Regions from separate parts of the Pelodiscus sinensis genome. Here region 2 is linked to region 1. A link is a contact called in public Hi-C data. All regions are on one chromosome and are shown on one strand. The core of a region is the stretch at or near the end of the contact, and the rest is flanking DNA. Distances in the headings are between cores, read along the strand shown. Region 1 holds the start of ANKRD6 (ankyrin repeat domain 6). Region 2 holds the start of LYRM2 (LYR motif containing 2).

The links. A called contact is a pair of places that touch in the nucleus more often than the background predicts.
Region 2: a contact with region 1 is called in a Hi-C map of blood, with 3 times the contacts expected there. The contact joins the promoter of LYRM2 here to the promoter of ANKRD6 in region 1. A contact is called at or near these places in 3 of 5 Hi-C or Micro-C datasets (blood, liver and an unstated tissue).

What each region holds. Positions count from the first base shown.
Region 1 is chr3:64,208,599-64,215,069 of ASM4963464v1, reverse strand. ANKRD6 (ankyrin repeat domain 6) reads right to left here and starts at 2,416. Exons shown (of 16, transcript XM_075923883.1): 1 at 2,399-2,416.
Region 2 is chr3:64,364,413-64,370,883 of ASM4963464v1, reverse strand. LYRM2 (LYR motif containing 2) reads left to right here and starts at 2,515. Exons shown (of 3, transcript XM_075923890.1): 1 at 2,515-2,688. The coding sequence starts at 2,644. It overlaps LOC142827834 (a long non-coding RNA gene), which reads right to left and starts at 2,522. Exons shown (of 5, transcript XR_012902598.1): 1 at 2,383-2,522. MDN1 (midasin AAA ATPase 1) reads left to right here. Exons shown (of 102, transcript XM_075923877.1): 102 at 116-1,059. The coding sequence ends at 304.

The sequences.
Region 1 (6,471 bases), core at 1,167-3,666:
GTTAGTAGATTATAGATTGTTGTAATAAATCATAAATCCAAATCTATTCAGCCCTCAATTTTTAGTATTTAGCCAGTTATGAACTTAAGTGACTTATTTTGTAAGTTCTTGGGCTGTGACTGGGATATACAGTTACTCCCGAGTCCCCCACACAGTCCCACTGAAATCAAGCAATGTATATTAAATAAATGGCAGATCTCCTGATGCAACCTTCTTGGGATCTGGGCCTAAACCAGACCACTATCATAGATGTGTTAAGTTTACAGGTTTTTTTAAGACATTGACGCATTCTACCCTCTTTAAGAAAAACTGATTTACTTTAACTGAAGGGACTGCTGCCTATTAAAAGCAATATGTACATCTGTCAACATCGACCTAGATCTATAAGTAACTGGGGTGAAATAACTGACCTTTACTGCAAGATAATTGGTGAGGTATGTGTGGATAAAAAGCAATTTCAACATCACTTTCCTTCAGAAGGAAGGAAATTCAGCACCAACCTACCTGCACTGGTGTTTTATATCAATGATTATAAGTCACTTTATATAAATCAAAATAATCCATTCACAAATCACTTAGAATATAGATGCTTGGTTGGTCACTTTAAGATGGAACTCTACCAATGCTTATTGCTGTAATGCCTACTTTTACTCAGAGAATGCTAGCTGTTTACTATGTTAGTGTTAGCAATAAAATAAATGCTGCAAGAGACAATGGCACTTCAGATCATCCATTGATGGAAACAGCATATAATCTAGTTATAGCTCAACATATTGTAATCACAAGGTGTTAAATCCATGGGAATAATTACTATGTGTAATAAATAAATGGAAAGCTTTGTCAGTTTTTATTTCATGTCAAGAAAAGGAAGGATGACTTTGGGCCAGATTTTCACTGCTGATTAGAAACCATTATAAAAGCTTTAAAATAAGGACATTGAAGCCACTTACAATCAAACCCAGGCAGACAAACTCCCTCTCTATCACCTTCACAAATCCAGTTATAGGAGCAAGCCTTACCAAGGAAATGCATCCAACATTATTTTACTATTTGGGCACTGCTCTGTCCATAGCAGAAAACCAGGCCTTAAGCATTAACTGGTTCCAAGCTCACTCCCATCGAAACCAAACTCACAACATCCAGTGGTAGAACCTCCCTCGCAGTTCTGAGTATCAGCCTTTTTGTGCCTCCAGGCAGCCTAAAATCAAATCACATCCCAAACCAAACACTGCTATAGCTGAGACGCAAACTCCTGAAAATAAGGCTGGAGCAGTAAATACTGCAGCTACAGGACAGAGCATTTACCAGGGAAACACTGGTAGAGAAAAGGGATCTCCTGCTGGGCTGGAAGGCGGAGATGGGTATCTGGGGACCAGGAAAAGACCGTTTTCTATCCTGACTGCCTGTTTACAAGGATCACCTCAGCCTGTTTACAAGCCTCTCACCCGGCTGTCTCAAGGGGAAGGGCAGTTCAGCCACCTGCGGCCCAGCCCTGCAGTCGCGACTCAATCCAGCTCGCACTGAAGCCCCTGGGAGCGGGACTCGAGTCAGCGCTGCGGGCGGCGGAACTTGGCCACGGGGCAGTGGGGAGCTGGGACGCGGACACGAAGTCCCGCCTTGGCCAGGGAAGGGCCGTGGCTCTCCCCAGCTCCGAGCAGCGGGCGTGGGGCGGGAGGCAGGCGGGCTGCAAAACGCCGCCCTGCAGGCGGGCGGGGGGCGAGCAGCTGCTGCATTCGCGCCCCACGCCCTTCGCTTGTTTACAAACGAGGAGCAAGTCCCGTGTGAAGGCGGGGGATTAGGCCGCGGGCCAGCTCCATTAGCGGAGGGGAAATTCAGACACCTGCTGCCGAGGTAGCAGGGCCAGCGTGCGCAGCCCGGCCGCTGCTAGGGAAAAGGGCCGCTCTTGCCCCCGCAGGGAGAGTCACTCGAGCCAGTGCAGGGAGGGGGGCGACAACAACCAAGTCCTACCTCTCCTCGGGCTCCCCGGGGCGCTAGTGCAGCCAGGCCGTGCAAGGGGAGTTCCTGCTGCTGCTCCTCCAGCCTCCCCCGCCCTCCTCGGGGGGCTCTCCTCGGGACGGCGCGAAGTTCCTGCGAGCTCTTGCTCTGATTCCCTCGGCAGGTAACTGGCAATTCCCGCCATTGCCTTCTGCAGCAGCGACACCCAGAGGTCGCGGCGGGCGAGGACAAAGGCCGCCGCAGGGGGTGGGTTGGGGAGAGGCTGCTCTCAGCGGTTTGCGGAGAGGGAGGGAGGAAGAGAGAGAGCCTCGTGGCAATCCACAATCGTGGCTGGGGGGGGGGGAAGGGACGAGAGAAATGACATTTCAACTGAAAAAGAAAGTGTGAAGAAACCCTTCCATTTCCCAACCAGCTAAATCCACCGCAAACGTTTTAACGGAACCTTTGCAGCCGCGTCTCTGCTTGCAGACATACACAGTCCCCAGACCACGTGCATGCTCACGCATGCTTCCCATACCATACCCATACGTGCTGCCTGTTAGTCACCCCTGGAGCACCTCCTGCTGGCTCCCTCTCGGGATTAGCTTTGTCAGGGCACAACACTCCCCTTCCTGCAATTGCACTCAGTCACTCTCTTTACATGCCCATGTTTTTTAACCTGTTAATTATAGGTCAACTTTTGCAAATCTTGTATCATTTTTGTTGCTCTCCTTTGTACTGTTCCCTGTATCTTCTCAACTTTCCTACCTATAGTGCCCAAAATTGAGCAGAGCTCTCTAGGTGAGGCCTCCCCATAAGCAGAGCCACATTATTATCTCCTATATCTTACATCCAACAGTCCTGTTAATACATCCCAGAATGATGTTAGCCAGTTTCACAACTACATCACATTGTTGACTCATTCAGTTTGTGATCCAATATAACTCTCTGCTCTTTTTCCAACAGTACTACCACTAGATAGTCATTCCCCATTTTGTAACTGTGCATTTGGTTTTTCCTTCCTAAGTGAAGTACTTTTCATTTTTCTATATTGAATTTTAACTTGTTGAATTCAGACCGATTTACTAATAAGTCTACACAGCAGTGTTATTTTGGAATAACTGACATTTTGAAATAATGCGCATCTACACAGCAAGCCATTATTTTGAAATAATGTCAAGATGGAGGTCTTCATACTCCAACTCCTGTAACCCTCATTTCACGAGGAGTAAAAGAATACTCTTCCTTCGACTTCCTGCTGTGTAGATAGCACCAAAAGCCAAATTAAGCTGTTTTGACTTAGCTACACAATTGATGAAGCTGAAGTTGCGTAGCTTAATTCGATTTTTGCCCTGCTGTGTAGATGTGTCCAAGGTTATTTTGAATTCTAATCCTGTTTTCCAAAGGGTTTGAAACCCCTCCCAGCCTGGTATCAATCTGCAATCTTTATAAGCGCACTCTGCATTTCTTTATCGAAATCATTAATGCAAATATTGACTAGTACCCTCACTAGATACATCCTTCCAGTTTGACAGGAAACAGTTGAGAGCTACTCTTTAAATATAGTCTTTCAATAGTTGTGCACCCATCTTACAGTACTTTTATCTAAAACACATTTCCTTAGTTTGCTTATGAAACCATTATGTGGGATGTTGTCACAAGCCTTTCAAAAATTAAGGTTATGTTGTATCTACTGTGTCCCTCCTATCCACTAGACCAGTAACCAGACCAAAAAGAGATATTCGTCAGGAGTGTGGGAGTCCATTGTAAAGTACCAGCCTCAGGTTCCCACTGCAGCTCAGTGTACTTCTTGGCTGTGTCTAGACTGGCAAGTTAGGTGCTTTTGCGGAAAAACTTGTCAGCTGTCTACACTGGCCACTTGAAGTGCTTTTGCAGAAAAGCGTCCGTGCCAATCTAGACGCTCTTTTCCGAAAATGCTTTTAAAGGAAAGGTTTTCCATTAAAAGCATTTGCGGAAAATCATGCCAGTCTAGACGTAGCCCTTGGGTTCTTCAAAGGGGGCATCTTCAAATGACTTCTCCAGATAAAGGTGCCAAATCATGTACTCCTTATCATCTGGGTCTTCAGGGAGATCCTCTGCAGTTCCTCCTTCTATTAAGCTAAAAGATTAAGTTGTTGTAATATGGGGAGAGGACACCAAAGAGCTTGAATCTCTGCTTTACATGCAAAATTCAACTGAATGTGAACTACAGAGCCACAATCAGGATCTTAATGATATACAGAATGAAAGGATTCCTATTAATCCGTAAGTATCAGCCATCAGTGAATCCAGGCCCAATTTGCAGAGGTGCTGATTCCCAACTGCTCTTTTTGATCTCAGTGATTTTGTGTCTACTCAGCAATACTGAAAATCAGGCTCTTCATTTTTCATAACATTCCTACCTTTAAGCACAATACAAAATGTATCAAAATACACAAATATTATGTACCTGGTGTGCTTTGTATAAATAAAAAGGACAGATTCTTGTCCCCAAGAGTTTACAGTCTAAATAAGACATATTGAGCAAGGGTTGGCATAAAAAGTGGAGAGACTATCAAAGGAGAAGAGTTTCATGGGGGTGTAAATCAAGAGGTATGCTTATTGTCATGTAAGTTCCTTGTTATTCATTATTACATGTATTGAAATTTGGGGACAAAAGGCTTAATGCCATAGCAATTGCTACATAACTGGTGTCATTGGCTTCAAAGAGTCCAGGACTGCAGGATGGGCCAAAATCAGGAAAGGAAGAGGTCAAAGCTAGAAGGCTGACCCAAATAAATTAAGGAGGCATTTGTGTGATAGTGAAGGCACATAGGTCAGGAAGAATGGGGATTTCTGCAAGAGAGAGCAAGTCTGATTTTGTGCTTATGGCACTGAATTGAGATTCAGTAGATTTGAGACCTATTCCTGACTCTGCAATAGACCTCCTATGTGATCACAACAAATCAGTAATTTAATCTCTCTGTGCCTCAGTTTCCTATTTTTAAAATAGGATTATAATAAATCCTTATCACACCTAGGACTTGATGTTGTTTAATTGGCAACTGTTTGGTTTTATTCTTGGTGCTGATGGAGGTGATATTTTTCTGCCAGGAGATAGTTGATCCAGGATTTCTGGATTTTTTTTAACACAACACAAATGTCAAAAAGATACAGCATGGGAAAAGGAATTTGGGAAATATTGTAGGTCATTCTTGGAAAGGGTGACAAACAATGTGTTGTTGGTATACAGCAGGTTTTGTTTTGTTTTTCATTTTGTTGGGATTTGCTGCTAGCCTTGAATCAGAGGTTTACAGTCTGTCATTGAATCTTGTTGTTAAAGTTAGACCAGTAGTGGTAGTAAATGCAGCAACTTCTAGCACTCCAGCAAAGTACAAAGCAAATAATATGGGGCATCCACACAGTCCTGTTTATTTCCATGGGCTACAGCAAAGGGATCAGATAAGTTGGCATCTACTGATACAAGGAGCTGCATGTTGTCATGGAATCAGCATGCAAGATTGATTAGTTTGTCTGGGCACCCAAGAGCAAAATGTCCAATGGACATTTTACAAAGGTTAACAAAGGCAATGTATAGGGGTGTTTGTTGTTCAGCAGTTTTCTTCTGTGATTAGCTTAGGATAAATATCATGTCAACAGCCGTGCTGCGTGATGAATGAAAACCACACTGGGAATCAGGGAGAATATCATCTACAATCATCTGAAGCATTTGTAGCAACAGTTTACCAACGATCTTACAAGCAATGGAGAGTGGTGAAATGCCATGATAATTGATGCAATCATGTCTGTTCCCTTTATGCTAGTAGATTGTTACTGTTTTGACATCTTTGAAATTCTGGAGTAAAACCTAATTTTCCCAGCATAAAGTAAATAAGTTTAGTAAAGTTTTGTGAACAGTAGGACCATTGGATTTGAGCACTTCATCTGGAAATTAATCAGTTCCATCTTCCTTTCCATTTCCATAAGTTCTTAGTCTCCTCCAAAGTTAATGGATCTTTGAATTCAAACTGAACTGATTATTTGCTTGATTGAGTCTATTTGATCCCTTCTGCTTGACTCACGATTGAGGAGAGTCACAAAATGTTCTTTCCATCTTTCTAGTATCATACTGTACTCAGGCAATGCTGCTGACAGTGGACAGGATTGAACAGTTATTGGCACCTCACACTCTATACATTTTAACTCCTGGGGAAAAAAATCTCAGGTATTATTAGGATGAGCAAAAGCTTGTCATTCTGTTGTTTTATTTGTCCACCAAGTGTCCTCCATCTCCAGCAGCTTTTTCTGCAGTTCAGATTTTGATTTCCTGAGGGCTTCTACAGACACAAGAGAGGTTCAGCTATTCAGTTCAGTCTCGTGCATGACTTGACGGGCCGCAACAAGTGATTGGACATTGTTGTCATTTGCATCAAACCAGTCCACATTTTGTCAAACTGGGACACCAAGAATGGCATTAGCTGTTGATTGCGCTGCAGTTTGAAAGGAGTCCATTCATTGATATTTCCACTTATTCTTGCATTAGCATAATTTAATAGT
Region 2 (6,471 bases), core at 1,266-3,765, 160 kb before region 1:
GGGGGTTTTATTTTAAAATATTTTGCCTTTAATTGTGTAATGGTGGGGAAATGTGTTTGAAAAAGTAGATAAATGGTACCAACAGTCTCTAGTCATCCCTTTAACTCTTTTACAGGATTCCATCTTGGACATTAAAGTACCTATATTCAAAGGGCCTGGAGAAATGCCTGAAATCAGAACCTACATGGAGGAGTTCCCATTCCCATTCTACATAATCCTCAGAGATGTGAATGCACTCCCAGAGACTCTCAGTGATGCCCTGCGACAGTGGTTTGAACTGGTGACTGCCTCAGAGAGTCTATAGAATTTACAAAGCCAAGTAAACATCTGACTGCTGCTAAATTTCTGAAGTGTGACTGCATTTCATCAGTGTTTTGATGAAATCTTTCTCTATCCAGGATTTAAGTGCAGGATCTGCCTTCTGATATTCAGACAGCCTAGAAAAGAAATGCTTTAGGTGTGTTGTCCCCATTTGCTAATGCAGGAGACCTATGCAATAGTGAAAGACTGTATTCACTTATTTGCCTATCCCTATAATAATGAAACCTTCCCCCACCGCTGTTGTAATTTATTACTTTGAATTTTTATTTGGAATGTTCATATCCTTGAAGGGAGTGATTTCCATTCCTGCTCATAGCAGTAAAAGAGCAGTCTTGTTTCTGGGAAGGAACTTCTTGTATTGGAAGTACTTCAACAGCCTTGGAAAAATACTATTTTAACTGAACACATGTGGTAGTATCTGTGGGTGAGGGAAAAATGGGTTTCCACAACCAAAATATAATACTTGAATACTTAAAAGTGTGTTTTGTGATTAAACACATACTATTTAATAATTATTGCTGGTTGTTTGATAATGTCTGCAGGGTATTTTTATGAAACATGCCACGATATAATCTTCCCTGCATTATCATTTTACACTGTGAAGTTTGCCCCCGTCCCAGACAGACATTAGAGACATTTATTTAGCCAAGTGTCTTAAAGCTTATACATGACTTTTTCATTGCAAAAGCTATGCATCTTATTGTCTGTACTAATAAAACAATGTACCACTGTTTGTAATGATGGTGTTAATTCCTTGTCACTTGAGGAAGCAAAAATAGCTACCGCACAGGAATAATATTTGGTAAACATATAATGCTTTACGTTTTTGGAACATCACACAAACAGTCCTCAAATAAGATAGGTGACATTACTTCACAGATTTCACTTGTTTTAGACTTTGAGGGGTTGCCACTTTTCTAAGGTTTTTATTGGTGGCTTCAGCTTCCTAAACATTCTGGCTGATTTGTGCTACTTAGCCAATATAAATTTGCTGACAAGCTAGTTTACCTAGCTCCCTTAGGATTCTACATGCATACGTGGAAAGTCTGAATACTGAAATGTTGGTTACACATAAGCTTCTCTCTCCTCCCCCATGCTGCTGCCTATAATGGGGGGGGGGGGTGGAGAAGGGAACAGGTGGGAGCCAGTGCTCCCCCCCCCGCACTGCTGCCTTCCCCCCCCATATCCATGTGTAACTGCTGAAAATTTCAACAGTTACACACTTGAAAACAATCTTCATTTTAACATCTCTAATACTGTTCACATGCTAATGGGTACTTTATAACTTATTGACTGATTTTAGGCTTAGGAATGTTTACATCAATTGATTAAAATAGCATTCAGCTTTTGGACTTACATACCAATTTAAAAATATATTTTTATTATTAGTCTCCCATTTTAATAATTTCAATTAATTTCAGCAGGACTTGTCATGATACATCCCTTCTGACCAGGGATACAATAGAGTCACCTTGCTGGTCCCATTCAATGGGAACATCTCAGCAACAGAAGCACAGGTGACTGGAGCCTGTGAGGGGAACAGTTCAGGCAGGTCCATCCAGAGGAACAGGGAGGAGGCATAAGGGGGCATTCTACTTAGCAATCAAAATTTTGGCAGGGACACAGGGCTACATCCAAGAGGGAAATAGAGGAAAAAGTAAGAATGCTACCCTTTAAAACCATGGAGATGAATGAAGGGCAGCCAAGTTCAAAAGAAGCTGCCTATAGAGCGGACATAGGATGCCGAGAAGTAGCTATGTGCAGAAGATGGGATTTTGCACAGCCTAAAATATTCTTACCAAATCCCCCAAAAGGAAGCTGAGGAAGAGCGGACGGAAACAAAACAATGACATTCTAGGAATATGCTTCTTGTGTGAGGGTGGAGTTACGGTGTCGGAAACCTTTCCTAAGCTGTGGATGGGTAGCCCGGTTAGTCTGTAAGCGGGGAGCGGGGGGATTTTAAAAGCGATGTGTAATCCTGCAGCACCTCCCAGAGTCTCCAAAAAATGTGTAAAAGCTTCAAGAGGGGAGCGGGGTTCGTCTGTAACTGGGAAAACTTACACAGCAGCACATGGTCCCGCGACACCTTCAACATGTAAACGGAGCTTTCCTGGGCGTATATGCTCGTCTGGCCTCGGACCGGTAAACGGCCGCCCCCAGGGCTGCACAGGTGCCACGGCCGGGCAGGGGGCGCTGCAGCGACCGCCGCACTTAGGGGGCGGAGGCGGGGCGCGGCCCGGCGCTTGCGCAGATCGAGGCCGGGCCTCCAACCTCCTCCCCCCCGGGCCAACGGGCCCGGCTCTCGCCGCGGGGCTTGGCGCCATGGCCGGAGCCCGGCTGCTTCCGCCAGCGCTGACGCTGAAGCAGGTACCGGCCGCGGGGTCCCGTCTCGCCGCGGCCCGGGGAATGGGCGGCCCGGACCAGACTGGCGGGCGGGCCCGCGGTCGAGGCCGAGGGAGTCGCTGCTGCCGGGGGCTCCAGGCCCCGCATCTTGGGGCCCGGGCGCAGCTCCCGGCCGGGAAACTCGGTGGCTCGGCCCGGGCCGGTGCGGCCTGGCCGGGTGGAGGCGGAGAACTCCCCCCGCGGGCCGACACGTGGCTCAGAGCTCGGCGGGCGCTGCCCGGGGGCTGGCACAGGCCTGCGGTTTTTTCACAGCCGGAGTCTCTGCTGAGCCGCTCGGGGGCACCTTGGGTGGGGGGCTCGGGCCAGTTTTGAATCCGGCCAAGGACCCACAGCTCCACCCAGCGGCCTCCCCTCCCACCCCACCGAGACTCCGGTCTCTGCGTGTGCGTTGAGCCGCGGCGTGGAAAGAAACCGCCCCGGGGCGACATGAATTCCACCCCCAGTGCTGGTCCTCAGTGATGTGCGGGTGCAAGAGCGTCTCCCTCCGCAGAGCTTCTGCCACCCGCAGAGGTGGCTTTGTTGTACTGATGGGGGAACTCTGTACAAGTAGACATGCCCAGTATCTCTAATGCCCCCTCTGACATAGTGCTTATTCCTCCTGCACCTCACAGCGTTATTTGACACAGCTGTGCTCTTCCTCTGCAAAACTCAGCTGGCTTGGCTTTGGTGACTAGTCCTTTCTTGATTTTTTTTTCTCTCTAATTGTTCCTTCAGCATGTTGTTTGAAGAATCCTCCTCATCCCCTCTCCCAGTTCTCTGTAGGTTCCACCTTGCATTCAGTTATTTCTATGCCAACATCACTGATCTCTGAATCTATCTGTTTCTGTCCAAACTGAAATCTAGCCTCTCTCTGATCTCTCTTGAAGATTCAGTTGGCAGCTTAAACTCATAAACTTTTCCTCCCCCATTTCTCAAGCACTGTGGATACCTCCTCTGTCCTCCCTGGTAGGGCTGTTAAGAAGTGGGTAATTCGTTAATTGTGTAATCAACACAAATTTTGTTGACTACACAGTTAATAAGGGGTAGCACTGCTTCCACTCAATCCCAGCTCCTGCTGGGTCTGACAACTCCCACCGTGGCTCTGTACTATAAGCACTAAGAGCCAGCATGGGGGTTGATGCTGGGTCATGGCGCAAGCTGGGATTGAGCCAGCCTGTCAGCTAGCCTGCTAAAAAAATGTACTTGAGGGTGTGGATGTTGCATGTTGTCGATAACGTTAACGAATAAGCACCTTATCAGTTAATTGTTTAGTCGACCACACTATTACATCCCTACTCCCTGTCAGAACTTGATGTGATCTTTGACTCTGCTTTCTTTCTGGAATCTCACATCTAAACTGTCTAAATATTCCCAGTTATTGTTGTAGAATATCTTTAACATACAACCTTGCCTAAGCATCTAAAGAGTTTTAACTCTTACTTCAATCACTGCCACAGCCTCTTCTCTGGCCTTGAAAAAGTAATCTTGTCCTGCTAATATCCATTCAGAAGGCTGCTGCAAGGATCATTTTCCTAGCACATCACTTTGACCATGCCCTCCCTTCATCTGTTCCCTCTCTTCTCCATTTTCAATCCCCAAGTTACCTATTAACTCTCATAAACTATAGAGACGTTGACCCCTGCTTCCATTTTGTTAGTGATGCCCACCTAAGGGTATGCCTATACTACCTGGTTTTTTCGAATAAACTGCCCTTTTTTCGAAAAAACGTCACCTGCATCCACACTGCAGTTGTGTTCTTTCTAAATTAAATAGAAAACGCAGGGGGGTTTTCAACATTGGTAAACCTCAAATTCTGAGGAAGAACGCCTTTTTCGAAAGAGCTCTGTGGACACAGAACAGGGACATTTTTCGAAAGAAAATGCAATTGAAAAAAGCACAGGTGCCCTGGTGCCCATTCTATGAATAGCAATCAGGGCTTTCTTTCACAAGAGCGTCCATGCAGTCTGGACACACTCTTTCGAAAAAGCAGATCGCTTTTTTGATCCAGCTTTGAGGTATGGATGCTCTCTTTTGAAAGAAGCTTGCAGTCTAGGCGTACCCTTAATGATCATCCACTTTTTAAAATCTCAAAGCTTCTTTGTGCTTTCTCCCATGCTGCCCCTCATGCCTGGGGTTAGTGCTCCAGAAACATCAGCAATTGCACCTCTCTCTTGCTGTAATGCTTACAAAAATGACAATAGTCATGCAGCTGGTTTGCTGAGACCAGTGTCTAACCATATTGACCATTATTATCTTTTGTTTTTCAGCTCTCCCCTCTGTATCTGTTTGTTGTCTCTTGTCTTATATTTATAGCTTGTCTGTGCAAATGTTATACTGCACAGTATAGTTAAAGTAGTATTACACCCCTAAATGTAGACACTGTAGTACTTATATAAAAGTGCTTATATTGGTATACCTAGAGCTGCAACACCTAGAGGTGTTGGGAAATGATGCACTTTATACTGGTATAATTACATCCACATTAGCTAGGCTACGTCTACACTGGCATGATTTTGCGCAAGAACTCTTTTGCAGAAGAGTTCCTGTGCAAAAACGTTTCCAGAAGAGAGCGTCTGCACTGGCATCCTTGCCAGTGTAGACGCTCTCTTGCACAAGAAAGCTCCGATGGCCATTTTAACCACAGGGCTTTCTTGCACAAGTAATTCATGTTGCCTGTCTACACTGGCCTCTTGCGCAAGAACAGTTGCGCAAGAGGACTTATTCCTGAGTGGGAGCATCATAGTTCTTGTGCAAGAAGCACTGATTTCATACATTAGAACGTCAGTGTTCTTGCACAAGAACTCGTGGCCAATGTAGACAGGCAGCACGTTTTGGCACAAAAGCGGCTGCTTTTGTGCAAATTCGCACCAATGTAGACACAGCCTAGGGTTGTACCAATGTAACTAGGTTTAGCAGAATTTTGATTTTTTTTTTAAATAGATAACATTGATGTTATTGTTAAGCTTTATTTTCAGTTTTTGGCTATTTACATTTTCATACTTAAATTATGAGGGGGCATTGCAAGGGGTTCAGACAATCACTTAAGGACAGTAGTCATTGAAATTCAAAAGTTAAATATTTTATCATCTTTAAAACATAAATTGTCAAAACATACAGAGTAAAGATCTTTAAATCAACCTCTCATAAGTTCTCGAGCAGTATTTTTCTTGCTTTGCCTATCTGTACATTTTGAATATCAATAGAAATATTTTATTGATTTGTGCATATATAGAGAAATTGACATTTGCCCCTACAAATTAATTCTTCCTAATCTAAATATAGTGAGCTCACTCCCCCCCCCCCCCCCCCCCCACACACACACACACACTGAAATAGTTATATTAGTGGGAAAAGTATATGTAGAGCAGGCTATAGATTATATGATGTATGAGACCAGGATCATCTTTCTGTGTTATTTTTATACACACACACACACACATCTTTCTGTGTTATTTTTATATACACACACACACACACACACACACACACACACACAAAATGGTGTCCTGGTCTATGATTAGGCATTTTGCAATATAGATAATAATGAATGTTTCTAGTCCTTTTTACAAATTTCCCTCTATTTCAATAACCCAACTCAGATTAGGCCATTCAAATTTTAAATGTACTCTATTTGTCTTCTAAAGTTTAAGCTTATTATAGATTAAACTTTCATAGCAGGTATTTTCTCTTGGTTTCTTTAATTTCCACGTGGTATTTGGCTGAAAACTCTATAAAGGTTTTTTAAAAATTTGTCTTTGATTATATAAC